Regions from separate parts of the Rattus norvegicus genome. Here region 2 is linked to region 1. Evidence: chromatin contacts called from public Hi-C data. All regions are on one chromosome and are shown on one strand. The core of a region is the stretch at or near the end of the contact, and the rest is flanking DNA. Distances in the headings are between cores, read along the strand shown. Region 1 holds the start of Cct8 (chaperonin containing TCP1 subunit 8). Region 2 has its middle 56 kb from the start of Bach1.

The links. A called contact is a pair of places that touch in the nucleus more often than the background predicts.
Region 2: a Hi-C map of liver shows a contact between it and region 1, with 5 times the contacts expected there. The contact joins the enhancer-like site here to the promoter of Cct8 in region 1. A contact is called at or near these places in 11 of 12 Hi-C or Micro-C datasets (the A7r5 cell line, the Rat2 cell line, Schwann cells and 7 more) and 1 of 1 datasets of contacts at active chromatin or transcription factors (oligodendrocytes).

The regions. Positions count from the first base shown.
Region 1 is chr11:40,206,658-40,212,618 of GRCr8, forward strand. It overlaps Cct8 (chaperonin containing TCP1 subunit 8), which reads right to left and starts at 1,671. Exons shown (of 15, transcript NM_001105897.2): 1 at 1,485-1,671; 2 at 1-86. The coding sequence starts at 1,544.
Region 2 is chr11:40,478,771-40,484,847 of GRCr8, forward strand. No RefSeq gene overlaps it. Among named protein-coding and RNA genes, the nearest start is that of Bach1, 56 kb to the left of the region's middle. Within about 2 kb of position 4,716, at least 16 of the 93 cell types and tissues checked have an H3K27ac peak or open chromatin away from gene starts, as enhancers often do. A contact at or near this core is called in the A7r5 cell line, Schwann cells, hepatocytes and 1 more, where this site is marked.

The sequences.
Region 1 (5,961 bases), core at 421-2,920:
GGTCCATATGCTGTACGGGTGGTCTGGGCCAGCTCCTTGCAAGCCTGTATATTTCTATACACAGCCTCTTCTAATCCTGAGAAATGCTGCAAGAGAAAACGTCTGCTTAAATATGGTAATGAAGAATCTTCAGATACCTCTGCTAATTATGCTTCTAAGAAACAGCCAGGATCACATAGGCATCCTTCAGATGGGGTCTCAACAGCCTCAGTTTACCCCTAACTTGCCATTGTGCCCAATCACTTTCTACCTGTAAAATAATGGGGTGATTGGCAGCTCCTACTTGGCAGGTTATTTAGACTCACCTAGCTAATTAACAACTGTTCTTCTCCCCGCCTTTACCCAGGGATTGAACACAAAAACGCAATCCACCATTAATCTACAATCCCAACCTATTAGTACTAGCCTTTAACCTGAAATCTTTTGGAGGGGACTTAAATGTATCTTCATCATGGTCCCCTCAGTACTGATTTACATACAGTATCTCTGTGCTTAAGTGCTAGCCTTCCAGAGAAATCCTTTAAATATCATTTCCTCAGTCTGAGTGAAGGAGAAAAAGACCCCTCAAATGGGAAGCAGTATCATTTCCAGAACTTACTAACTTACATTAAATCCTGACATCCATTTAGTGTGCCAACTTATCACTACAAAGAGAAGCTAGCCCTCTAAACTGTTAAGGACCCTCTATTTCCCCGAAGACCTTAAATTCAATGCATTTATCTTTTTCTACAAGTTCCAGAAATATGGAAGTCAAAGCAAAGTTTTCTGGTAGCTTGAGCATCTCGAGACAAATCACTCCATAAGCAGTGTGACCGTTGACAAAAATAAATAAATAAATAAATAAATAAATAAAATAAAAACACTCCTGAAACTGTGTTCTAAGGGATAACACTATTTGACCTGTCCTGGGGCTTCACTTATCCTGTAGGCTACGAAATCGGACAGTCAGGATGAAAAGACAGTAACAGCCTTTGGCTCGGTCTCCTCAATTCAGAAAAGATAAAGGAAACACAACTTCCAGAGGTGGGTTTTCAGTAAAACAGTTGGGATTGGATGTCTCTGGATGGTCCATGATTACCTTTTGGAAGGAAGCAACCAAGAGCAGGCTCAAAGGTTACTATGCCGGACTCCTGTCACTTCCACCCTACAAGTCCGGACCCCAAAACAACCGGTTATCAATTCTGTCCAAACTCATTAACTGCATCGCCAGCTCCCGTTAAGGGCGGGGCCCCTGGGCTCCATCCCACGGACACATGCAGAGCTGGGACGCAAACCCCTAGCCTTGTCCTGTTCCCTCCGGCCAACCTCGCTGGGGCAATAACAGAAATGCCCACGGGTTTCAGCGACCGGGCATCCAGAGCACAGCTCCCTTTCTAGAACCTTCTCTATCCCGGATCGCGGCGCGGTCGCACGTTTGCAGGCCTTTCGCGGGCGCCACAGCGCGGGCCCGCCCTCCCACCGCACAAACTCTCTATGCCACCTACTTTTGCTCCATCTTTGAGCATCTGGGCAAAGCCCGGGGCCTTGGGGACGTGAAGCGCCATGGCTAGCCCGCAATCAACCGCTCACGCGCTCGCTCCAAGGAAGCAAGGTGCCCCGCGCAAAGCCTGCTGGGAAGGTGCCTTTGCGCTGCCTCACGGTCTTCTATGGCCGGTCGCCCCGCCCCTTCACCCATCATCTCATCTGAAGTATCGCGAGAACGAGAGTGAGCTCCATAGAGAGGTTCCAGCAGACAGACCCAATCTGCCGATCTCCGATTAAATCGAACGATTAGGCCGATCTCGGTTCGCAGGCCTGATTCGTGTCCCTTGTCCTAAGTTAATTAGCAAACTCTGGTTGGAAGGTTTGGCTTGTGACATTTCTGAGGTGGGCACCCCACTTATTAACCTTCATTTGCACTACTCCTGCAGATCTAGCACCGGGACAAGGTAGCCTTTTCTTCTCTATGCTCACCTGCCCTCGTCCTTGCAAACTACCAATGGTGGTCCTCCGTGTGTCCGTTGGGCACTGTAGGAAGCCCTGAAGATTCGAAGGTGATAACTGAAATAGTAACGAGGGTTGCAACTTGTGGAGTGCACGTGTGTGGCAGATCTAAGTGGTTTGCTTAAGTGTAGTTATCTTTGTTACTGGTCAAATGTAAGACTGAATATTGACATCCACAATTTAAGTGATACACCAGAGGTCACCGAGCCAATAAATATTGAAGGATGATTTCTACCTCAGGTTGACAGATTGCAAAGTGTGCATATTTAACCCTTTGTATGTATAAAAAAAAAATCCCCTCTACTCCCCCACATGCCACTGCTATATCTTTCCAAATCGACGGAGTTAATGTAAATAGAACCGTTTCACAGAGAAGGTAAAAGTCTTACAATAAAAAAATACAAAAAATGGAAGCATCTCCCGCCCTTGCAGAAAACTACGAAACATTTTGGTGAGTCTTTGGACATACAGAAATTAAAGTTTTCTTTAAATTGGGACAGATTCATAATTTCAAGTGTATGATCAGTTGCAATTTTTTTCTAATAAGCATTTAAAATATGTAACCATAAAAATAATACTTTCTTGTCACCTAAGACGACAAGGTAAGTGAGCCATCTGTATTGGAAGACAGTGCAAAAGGTCAGTGGTTCTCAAAGACTTGTTTGGACACCTCTGAGGCTCTCCAACACTCTCAGGGTCCATTACTATGGAAGTATTTCCATACTAATACAGAGGAGACTCCTCTCTTCCTGTGGGGCGTTCTGAAGGCCTACAGGGCGTTCAGTATTTCACAGTATGAATGTGAAAAGAACAAGGAGCCTCTTATACCTTTTGTCTTCCATTAAGCCACATATAAAATATTTGGGAAAAAAAACTTGTAAATGTCACTCCTTAAAAAAAAGATATTTTCAATGATATTATGTTACCCTCTAATGTTCACTGTTCTGTTTTAATATTTATGTTTAGTAGTTTGATTTATAATATAAACAATAGTTGATTACTACAGTACACAGTAACAAACAATCAATCATTTTAAACCTCTATGCGGATTCTATGACTGTGAAGTACATGCGACCTGAGCAGTATGACGGTCTAAGATTTTCTCCTGCTCATGGACCAGCTAAAAAAACCCAAAAACCCATTTTCTCAGAGAGCACCATTTATGGATAAAAGTGAAAAGAGACGTAAAATTATACCTGGCTTGTTAAAAGTAACTATGAGGGGTTGGGGATTTGGCTCAGTGGTAGAGCGCTTGCCTAGCAAGCGCAAGGCCCTGGGTTCGGTCCCCAGCTCCGAAAAAAGAATAGGAAAAAAAAAAAAAAGTAACTATGAGGAATTAAATCTTGGCAAAATTTGCTAACTAGACCCTGAAAAACTAAACTTGAGTTCAAGACAACTGATACATTTTCATTAAAAGTTTACAGTAAAAGTTGGCTTTGTACTTGTGGAAATGGAAAGAATTAAAATCCATTTAACTCATCAAGGAATTAGATTTTAATTGCCAGTTATTCCTTTTAAATGAAGGTTTGTTAATTTTGCGTAATTTGGGTTAAACTGTATGTACTGGCTGGTTTTGTATGTCAATTTGATGCAAGTTACCATCATCAGAGAGGAAGGAGCCTCAGCTGAGGAAATGCCTCCATGAGATCCAACTGTGAGGCATTTTCTCATTTAGTGATCCATGGTGGGTAGGAGGCATTCAGCCCATGCTGGATGGTGCCATCTCTGGGCCGGTGGTCTTGGATTATGTAAAAAAGTAGGCTAGTTGGAGGCTGGAGAGATGGCCCAGTGATTAAGAGCCCTGACTGCTCTTTCACAGGTCCTGAGTTCAAATCCCAGCAACCACATGGTAGCTCACAACCATCTGCAATGGGATCCGGTGCTGTCTTTCGGTGTGTCGGAAGACAGTTACAGTGTATTCATGTACATAAAATAAGTAAATAAATCTAAAACAAACAAACAAAAAACCTGGGTTGCGTCTCTAGCACTGGAAAGGAAGGAGGGAAATAAACCAGGACTATTCATGTGCACCAACTAGTGAGCAGGAGAATTCTAGTGACCCTCTAGGTATTTTTAAATTTTATTTTAATGACATCTGAATATGCCCTCTTCTGGGTGTGTCTGAAGAATACTCATATACATAAAAATGTTTTTTAAAAAAGTTGGTTGAATAATGAAACACATTTTCCTATCGATCATATAAGAAAAGAGCCATGTAATAAAATGGTTGACACCACAAAACCAGGCATACAGAAGACAATGGTCCACTTTTTTTTTACTCTGTGTGTGTGTGTGTGTGTGTGTGTGTGTGTGTGTGTGTGTTTTCGGGTGAATGTGTGTATATGTGAAAGCCAGAAGTCATCCTCAGGTACAATTCCTTGGGAGTTGTCCATTTTGTTCTTTGAGATAGGGTCTCTCACTGCCCTAGAACTTGACAATTAACCAGTGAACCCTGGGGATTTTCCTGTCTTCCTGTCTTCAGCCCTGAGATATGTACAGTGAACCTAGGCCCTCCAGCTTTCTTGGATTAAGCAATCTCTCCAGGCCCTTTAGTTTATCTCTTAATTTTCCACATTATAAGATATGCTAGAAAAAAAGAGGTAACTTGCAGCCTAGAGTTCAGCAGTTAAGAGCACTTGTGGCAATTGTTGCTCTTGCAGAGAACCTAGGCTCACTTCTCAGCACCCATTTGGCCACTATCAAGTGTCTTTGACTCCAGTCCCAGAGGACCGGATGCCCTCGTCTATCCTCCACGAGCACTGCACACATGTAGTGCATAGATGTACATGCCAGCAAAATGCCCATATACATTACAAATAAATTATTTTTTAAAGGACAATTTGTCAAATTTAATTCCCTAAAGAATAAGACCTTGATGCCTGGTTTGATCCAAAGGCAAAATTACAAATTTGTCACTGAACAAGGAGGCAGCACATGGCATCCAGAGATTTTTCACTCTTAGCTCTCGGACTAACCACTGAGCCATCTCTCCAACCCTCCCCTCCCCACTCTCCTCCCCTCTCAGCCCCCACCCTTCCCACTTCCATCCCCTCGCCTTAGCTCTAACTAACCACTGAGCCATCTCTCCAACCCTGCAACCACCCCCTGCCCCATACCCTACCCCTGTCCTCTTGCAAATCCAGGGCTTGTAAGTGCTAAGTGTTTAACCACTGAGCTACAGCCCAGCCCTTGGGTTTTGGAGACAAGGTTATAATATATAACCTCAGCTCACCTGGAGCTTGTGGTTCTCCCTCTTCAGCCCCCAAAGGCTGGCTTGTAGGCATATGTCCCATGCCCAGCTTGTCCATAGTTGCTTTGAGGTACTCAGCCCATGAGGCAGTGTTTATTTCTGTGATCGAGCTGCCAAGGATGCTTGATGCTTCGAATGCTTATTAGCCATTGTCATTCTCGCTGGTCCTAAGAATGTTTCGGCTATTTTTAATTGCGATGATTACCACCAGGGTTTTCAGTGGGGTCAGTCATTAGCCTCAGGGAGTAAAATTAAGAAAGGATCCAAGTGTCTATTTGTGTAACAATCTGGTAGAGCAATTACGCTCTCTCATTGCTATGTGATAGCCCATTTCCGGCTCCTTAATAGAGCCTCTCTCTTCTGACTACATGCCCAGCTGCATCACAGAGGAGAATGTCAAGTCAGAACAGCAATCTCCATGCAGAGGGGACTGGCTACCCAAGTGACCTTCCAGAAGACGGTCACCTCTATAATACTGTTATACAGTGGTGCCACAGGAAAGTGAAGTCTAGTAATTAGGAATGAGCTCTGAGAGGAGAAAGGAACCCCTTCCTCCCTTTTTTAGGAATTGTGAGTGAGAAAGAAGTACAAGGAAATAATACATTTAGAAGATCTAATGACAACTGCATATCTCAAGACGATATTCAACTTTGTCAAAAATCCCAAGAGCAAAGGAAAAAGTGAACAAAGAAAACAGCTGTCTCTAAGCCCGTATATTTCCTTCTCAT
Region 2 (6,077 bases), core at 3,466-5,965, 280 kb after region 1:
CTTGCCAAGGTTCTTTCTCCAAGTCTTCTGGGTCCTCAGGTTTTATTGACATGTCCTCTCCCAAGGCAGGAGCTGCCATCTTGTTCTCTCCTGGGACTTTCACTTCCACAGATGCTATTGCTGTCATATCGCATTGACCTTTTTGTCAGTTTCGTATCTGCAGGTCTGGTGGCAGGACTAAGCTGCCCTCAGCAATACCACTTACACACGCGTAAGATGTAGGCTGTCTTGGTTGTATTGTAGGAGCCTGGCTGTCTGTGTCTGCAGTCCACACTGGTGATTTATGAGTTTGTTGCATATGCCTCTTACAGCGCAGCAGATTGGTTAGGTGTATGTTCCATGAGAATGTGTAAAAACTTGCAATGTCTACCATGTCATAGTATGACTTCTACACATGTGTCACTGATGTGAGTCATATAGACGGACTCAATGCCAAGGCAGAAAAATCAGCACCTACATAGAGGATATGGCCTGGGTGTAGCCTGCGGAAGGGTGGAAGCATCGTCTTCCTCAGTCCTAGACGGTGAAAGATGAGCTCTGTGGTGTGCAGACAGAGAACTTGAAGCTTAAAGACTTGAAGGAAACAGATGAAGAGGAGGCTGTAAGAGGATCCTGACAATACTCCACTTGTCAGGGCACGGTTGGCGAGCCCAGGCAGCTTCCGTGCTAATGTCGACTTGCTCAGGTACTTATAAGGTTTAACTGATCAGTTTTCCTTGCTTTGGGATGGGTGTCCTCGTTTGGTTTCTATTGATTGTGTTAAACAACATGACTGAAAGAAACCCGAAGAAGGCAAGGCTTATTTCATTTTACAGATTACAGCCCACCGTGGAAGAAAGCCAAGGCAGGAACCAAAGGCAGGAACCAGGAACATAAAACATGGAGTAACAGTTTTATTGACTTGCTCCGTATGAGATGCTCAGGTAGCTCACCTGTCTGGCTAGGGATGGCACCGCCCACAGCAAGTCGGGCTCGCCTTCATCAATTAGAAATTAGGAAAACACGTCACAGACATCTTCCCAGGCCAGTCTGGTTGAGGAAACTCTTTACGTGAGGTTCCCTCTTCTAGATGACTCTAGGCTTTGTTCAAGCTAGCAGCTGAAGCTAACAATGAAAGGGGCCATTTCTTTCTCAAGCTGGCGTTTCTTAAATGTGGACAAAGGGTTATGACCCCATACACACTGTGTCTAGATTGTAGCACTTTGATATTAAGAGGTAGTTTTCTCATCTTAATACAAAGCTCTTAAGTTTATTTGGGGGAAATGATAATTATTTTCATGTTAGAAGAAAACATTACCACCCTCATTTCACAGATTAGTTATCAAATTAGAATGAGCTAACATAATATAAAAATGTTACATTTTGTATAGTTATTTTATACTTACATATGATGATTATAAATTGGGCTAGAGATATGAGTACAAGGTAAATTGACCAGGAGTTTTATCCTGAGCAATTTGCTTCTGTAAAATAATCTAGGGAGCTGGAGAGATGGCTCAGTGGTTAAGATTTCCGACTGCTCTTCCAGAGGTCCTAAGTTCAATTCCCAGGAACCACATGGTGGCTCATAACCATCTGTAATGGTATCCGAAACCTTCTTTTGTGTGTCTGAAGACAGCTACAGTGTACTCACTCTATAGTGTACTCACTTATGTAAAATAAATAAAAATCTTAAAATCTAATAAAAGCAGGGTTCCTATGCATGAAGTAATATGATAACCTCATTCATTACACTAAAGAGAAACATCCAGTTAAAGAGAATGCTGTAACAAATTATGTCAGCATGCTAAGATGTCATCTTCAACTACATTAAGAAATTACATAAAATACTGAAATTTCCAAATAGCATAGTGTAAATCAGCACTTAGCTGAATATCCAAATTTCATATATATATATATGTATATAAGCATATATATATCCTCATACACACTCACTTTATTCATATATATATGTGTGTATATATATATATATATACATAGAACACACATCACTCCCTTCTTTCATGAGTAGAAAAGATTATTTTGAATCATCTTGTAATTTGTTCTTTTTGAGATAGAAGGCACTCACTATCCCTCAGTAAAATTACTCTTTAGTGACTCCTTCGTTCACATAATGGCAACTCCCCACCTAGAAGCTCATCCACACAGGCTACGAATAAAGTCACCTAGGGCGGAGAGGGTTGTGTGAAGAATTACAGTTCTGTATTGCTATGGGGGCATTGCCTCTGAGTGAGAAAGCCGTGGATTATTAGAAGGACTGGCAAGGGTACTGTGGGTGTCTGTGGCACATGGCCATGAATGGGCTAGAGGGAACCATGGAACTAAGGGCAGCACAGGGGCATGGCTGACAGACACAACTCCAGGAGCAGTCACGGCTATATCCAGTGCTGTATTTTTTCTTGTTCTCCATTATAATCCCCTCTGTTACAATCAAGTCCTCTGTTAACTGTGTTTATGTGTCTATCCGTGTACTTTCTGTACTTTTGAGAATAAAGGGAGAGGCCTGTTATTCTTAGGTAAGACCAGAACCCGGATTGCATAGACAGGTGGTAAGAATGGCGTGGGGTGACACGAGAGGCAGTCACTGGAGCAGTGGCTCCGAAGGAGAATAACTAATGGCGTGGTAGACCAGTATTTGTATTTACTAAGCTTCTCGTTGACCTCTGCTAAACCCAGGAAAGAAGCAAACATTTCATTGGGGCTGATTTAGTTACAGCTTCAGAGGTTTGGTCCGTGATCATCATGGCGGGAAGCATGGCAGCGTGGTGCTAGAGGAGCTGAGAATTCTACATCTTGATCTCTAGGCAGCAGGAGGGAACTGGAATTCCTCACTGGGCGGAGCTTGAGCCTGTGTATGACCTCAAAGGCTTGACTCCACAGTGACGCACTTCCTCGAATAAGGCCACACCTCTTCCAATATGGCCGCACCTTCTGATAGTGCCACTCTCCGTGGGGGAAGCATTCGAACACAGGAATCTTTGGGGGTCAAACCTATTATGTCATCACAGGCCATTTGAGGAGAAGTGGGTGGGTAATGAAATACAGGCAGGAAAAGCGGTGGGCAAATGCACCAGGAAGCGCTACACCGCCCTCTCTGTCCGCCCTTTCTCTCCAGAAAAGCCAGAGCTACTTTTGCTTGGCATGTGGTGTGGATGTGATGGCTTGCTTTATGCATCATGTGGATTGGCTCAGGCACTGGCTCTGTGTCTGTGCCCGTGAGGACACTTATGGGTAACCTTAGCACTGGAATAGCGACTCAGTAAACTAGGCTGCTTTCTCCCGTTAAGTAGGTGTCATTTTGTCAGTCTACTGAGGTTCTGAAAAGAACAGGGAGCAGAGGAAAATACACCTCCTCCTGCTTGGGCACTGTTTGTCTTTGTGCCCAGACAAGCCACGGGTTCCACGGGATCTCCGGCCTTTGGTCTGGATGCAAAGAGTCTTCAACTTGCATGTGGAAGATCACAGGACTTCTCAGTTACCACAGTCCAATGAGCTATTTTCTCAGGTTCTTCGTGCTGATGACAGATAAAGCTTCCACCTCTTTCTCTAGAACGCCTCAAGAAATTAATAAACCTGTGTGGTCGTGAACAATTGAGAGTTGGGGTCATTCGTTATTGGGGTATAATTTGACATGTCTGAACTATATAGTGGGACTTCCCGAGATACAAAGAGGCAGAACTCAGAAGACTGCACCCTTTATTGAGTGACACCCAGCAGGGGATTTCTGCAGATCTGCGGATCCTTTGGGTGGGTAGGCTTCAACTTGCCCTTGGGGGTTGCATGCTGATGCCAAATGGTGTGTTCATACTCCCCTGAAATGCCACTTCTGCCATGTAAACGTTTGTTAACTCACTCAACAGCCCTATACTCACCTTTCACCTCTTAAGTTTTCAAACCATCACGTCCAGAGACTTTAATGACAGCTGTCCATGGGCATAGAAACACCAGTGGAGAGGGAGAGAGAGAGAGAGAGAGAGAGAGAGAGAGAGAGAGAGAGAGAGAGAGAGAGAGGAGAGAGAGACAGGAGAGAGAATGTGTGAATGTGTGTGTATCTGATGAACTCTGGCTTGATTTATACGTGGTTGTCAAAAACTATCTTCAAGAGTAGAATTGTACCCTTGGAAAATCCTGGAGACCCCTGTCTTAGCCACTTTCCTGTTTTTTACATTAGGAAGTTAATCTACATGTTATATTTTAAAAAGAAGATTTGACTATTTAAGATGCATTAAAAACAACCCTCCTAATTCCAGGAGGGCAGCAACACAGATCAATTAGAAAGGCCTCATTACTTTACAGCAGTCCAGACGCTGATAGGCACAAGGCAAGGACAGATAACTAAGCCATTGCTTTAGGGAGTGGGGAGGTCAGGCCAAAGAAGCTGTACTTGAAAAACAGCTCCGAGGTGTGCAAGGTCCTGGGTTTGGTCTTCAGCTCCAGGGGATGGGGGTGGGGGGAAAGCAGCCTCCATGAATACTCTGTCTGTCCCTGTTCCGCCTCTCAGTAAAGGCAAGTAGAGGAACCAGAGCAGTTACCCAGATAATTAAAGACAAACAAAATTGGTGTTCGTGACAGGTAATGCGGAGAACTTCCTCTACATTTACTTTGCCTCTTGGGTCAGCAAGAATCCGATCTGACTCACAGAAGCAACTTCAACAGGGCAAAGGCTCTCGGATGCTGTGTAATGCTTCATAGGAATTCCCCGACTCATCAATCTGGATGTCGAAACAGCTCTGTCAGATCTCACGGCCACGTTGTTCCCACTGGCTCATGGCAAACCCCAGCACTGCTACTGCGGTGAAATTGTTAAGCTGTTTGTGAAACTTCAGAAGACACTGGGTCTGGCAGCTCCTACTTGTGACGCTGTGCTGTGCTCTTACAGGGTGGGCGAAGGAGACCAGCGGTGGCTGAGGACAGGGCAGGACGATAGTGGGTGTCACCTCCCCGACTACCACTTTGCAGAGGAGAACAGGGAGATTCACTAATCACATGAGGCAATGCAAGAATCCTTAAACGTGGAGGGAAAGACATGACAGTGTGGTGAGCTGTGAAGTGTGCTGGCAGGAGGACAAACCTGAAGCTGTAAGGAAAGTTAGGCGAGATAAGACAGTCCCCAGGACAGTCCCACCCACCTCACCTCTAGTGGCAGATCAGGGAGATGGTTCAGCACTGGAGACAAAGCCCTTGTCACTCCTTAAGATCTAGATGGCAGTGGCTGGTCATCTTCCTGGCTTGAGAGGTCAAGTTGTTAAAAACTGACCTAGCGGGGGTGAAAGGAGAAGAGGTTGAGAAGAGAGAACAGCCAGAACGCAGCGAGCCTCCTCATCTTAGCATGTGTGAGAGAAGGCCCAGCTGAAGGCGGCAGGTTGCAGGAGGCCCAGCACAGGTAGGGAATCACAAGGTTGGGCAAAGACCTCATCGACCGAGAAAAACCCTGGAGTCGCTCTGAGCCTGTGTTCATCGGAGGCTCAGTCTCGGGAATTATCAATCTGCCTTTCACCTCTACGGAGCCTGACAGCCCACGTTCCAATGCTGAACTTGGCTCCTCTAGCGCCATCCACCTTACCCTCATCCCTTCAGCAGGTGATGGACACTCAGCAAGTCTTGGAAATGAAAAGATAGATCTCCTCCTGGTACCAATCTTAGTTACGTTGCTGGTTTTCATATCCTCAGTCAGGGTGGAAGAGGCCTCCCTTCCCCAGCAAACCATTAGTTACCCTTAGAGAGTAGGATCTGGGGAGTCTGCCCAGCCCACAGGCTGCACAGGAAGTCCGGGCAGCAGAGGGACCTGGTGTGTAAAACAGGGGAAAGAGTGAAGCCAGTTGTGGACGTCAACTGCTCCAGACTCAACACTAGCAAAGTGACCCTAGGAAACAAGACTCGAGTTTGTGGCCATTTCCAATGAAGTGGTTCACCACAGTGTGGAACTCCAGTTTCATGAGATCCAATTCCCTCCCTCTACTGACCTCTGTGGGACCTCTGTGAGCACTGGGCACACATGTACTACAGAGACATAGGTGAAGGTAAAACTCTCGGGCACAAAATTACATAAATCTAAAAGTAGTTAAAAAATAGCTAGA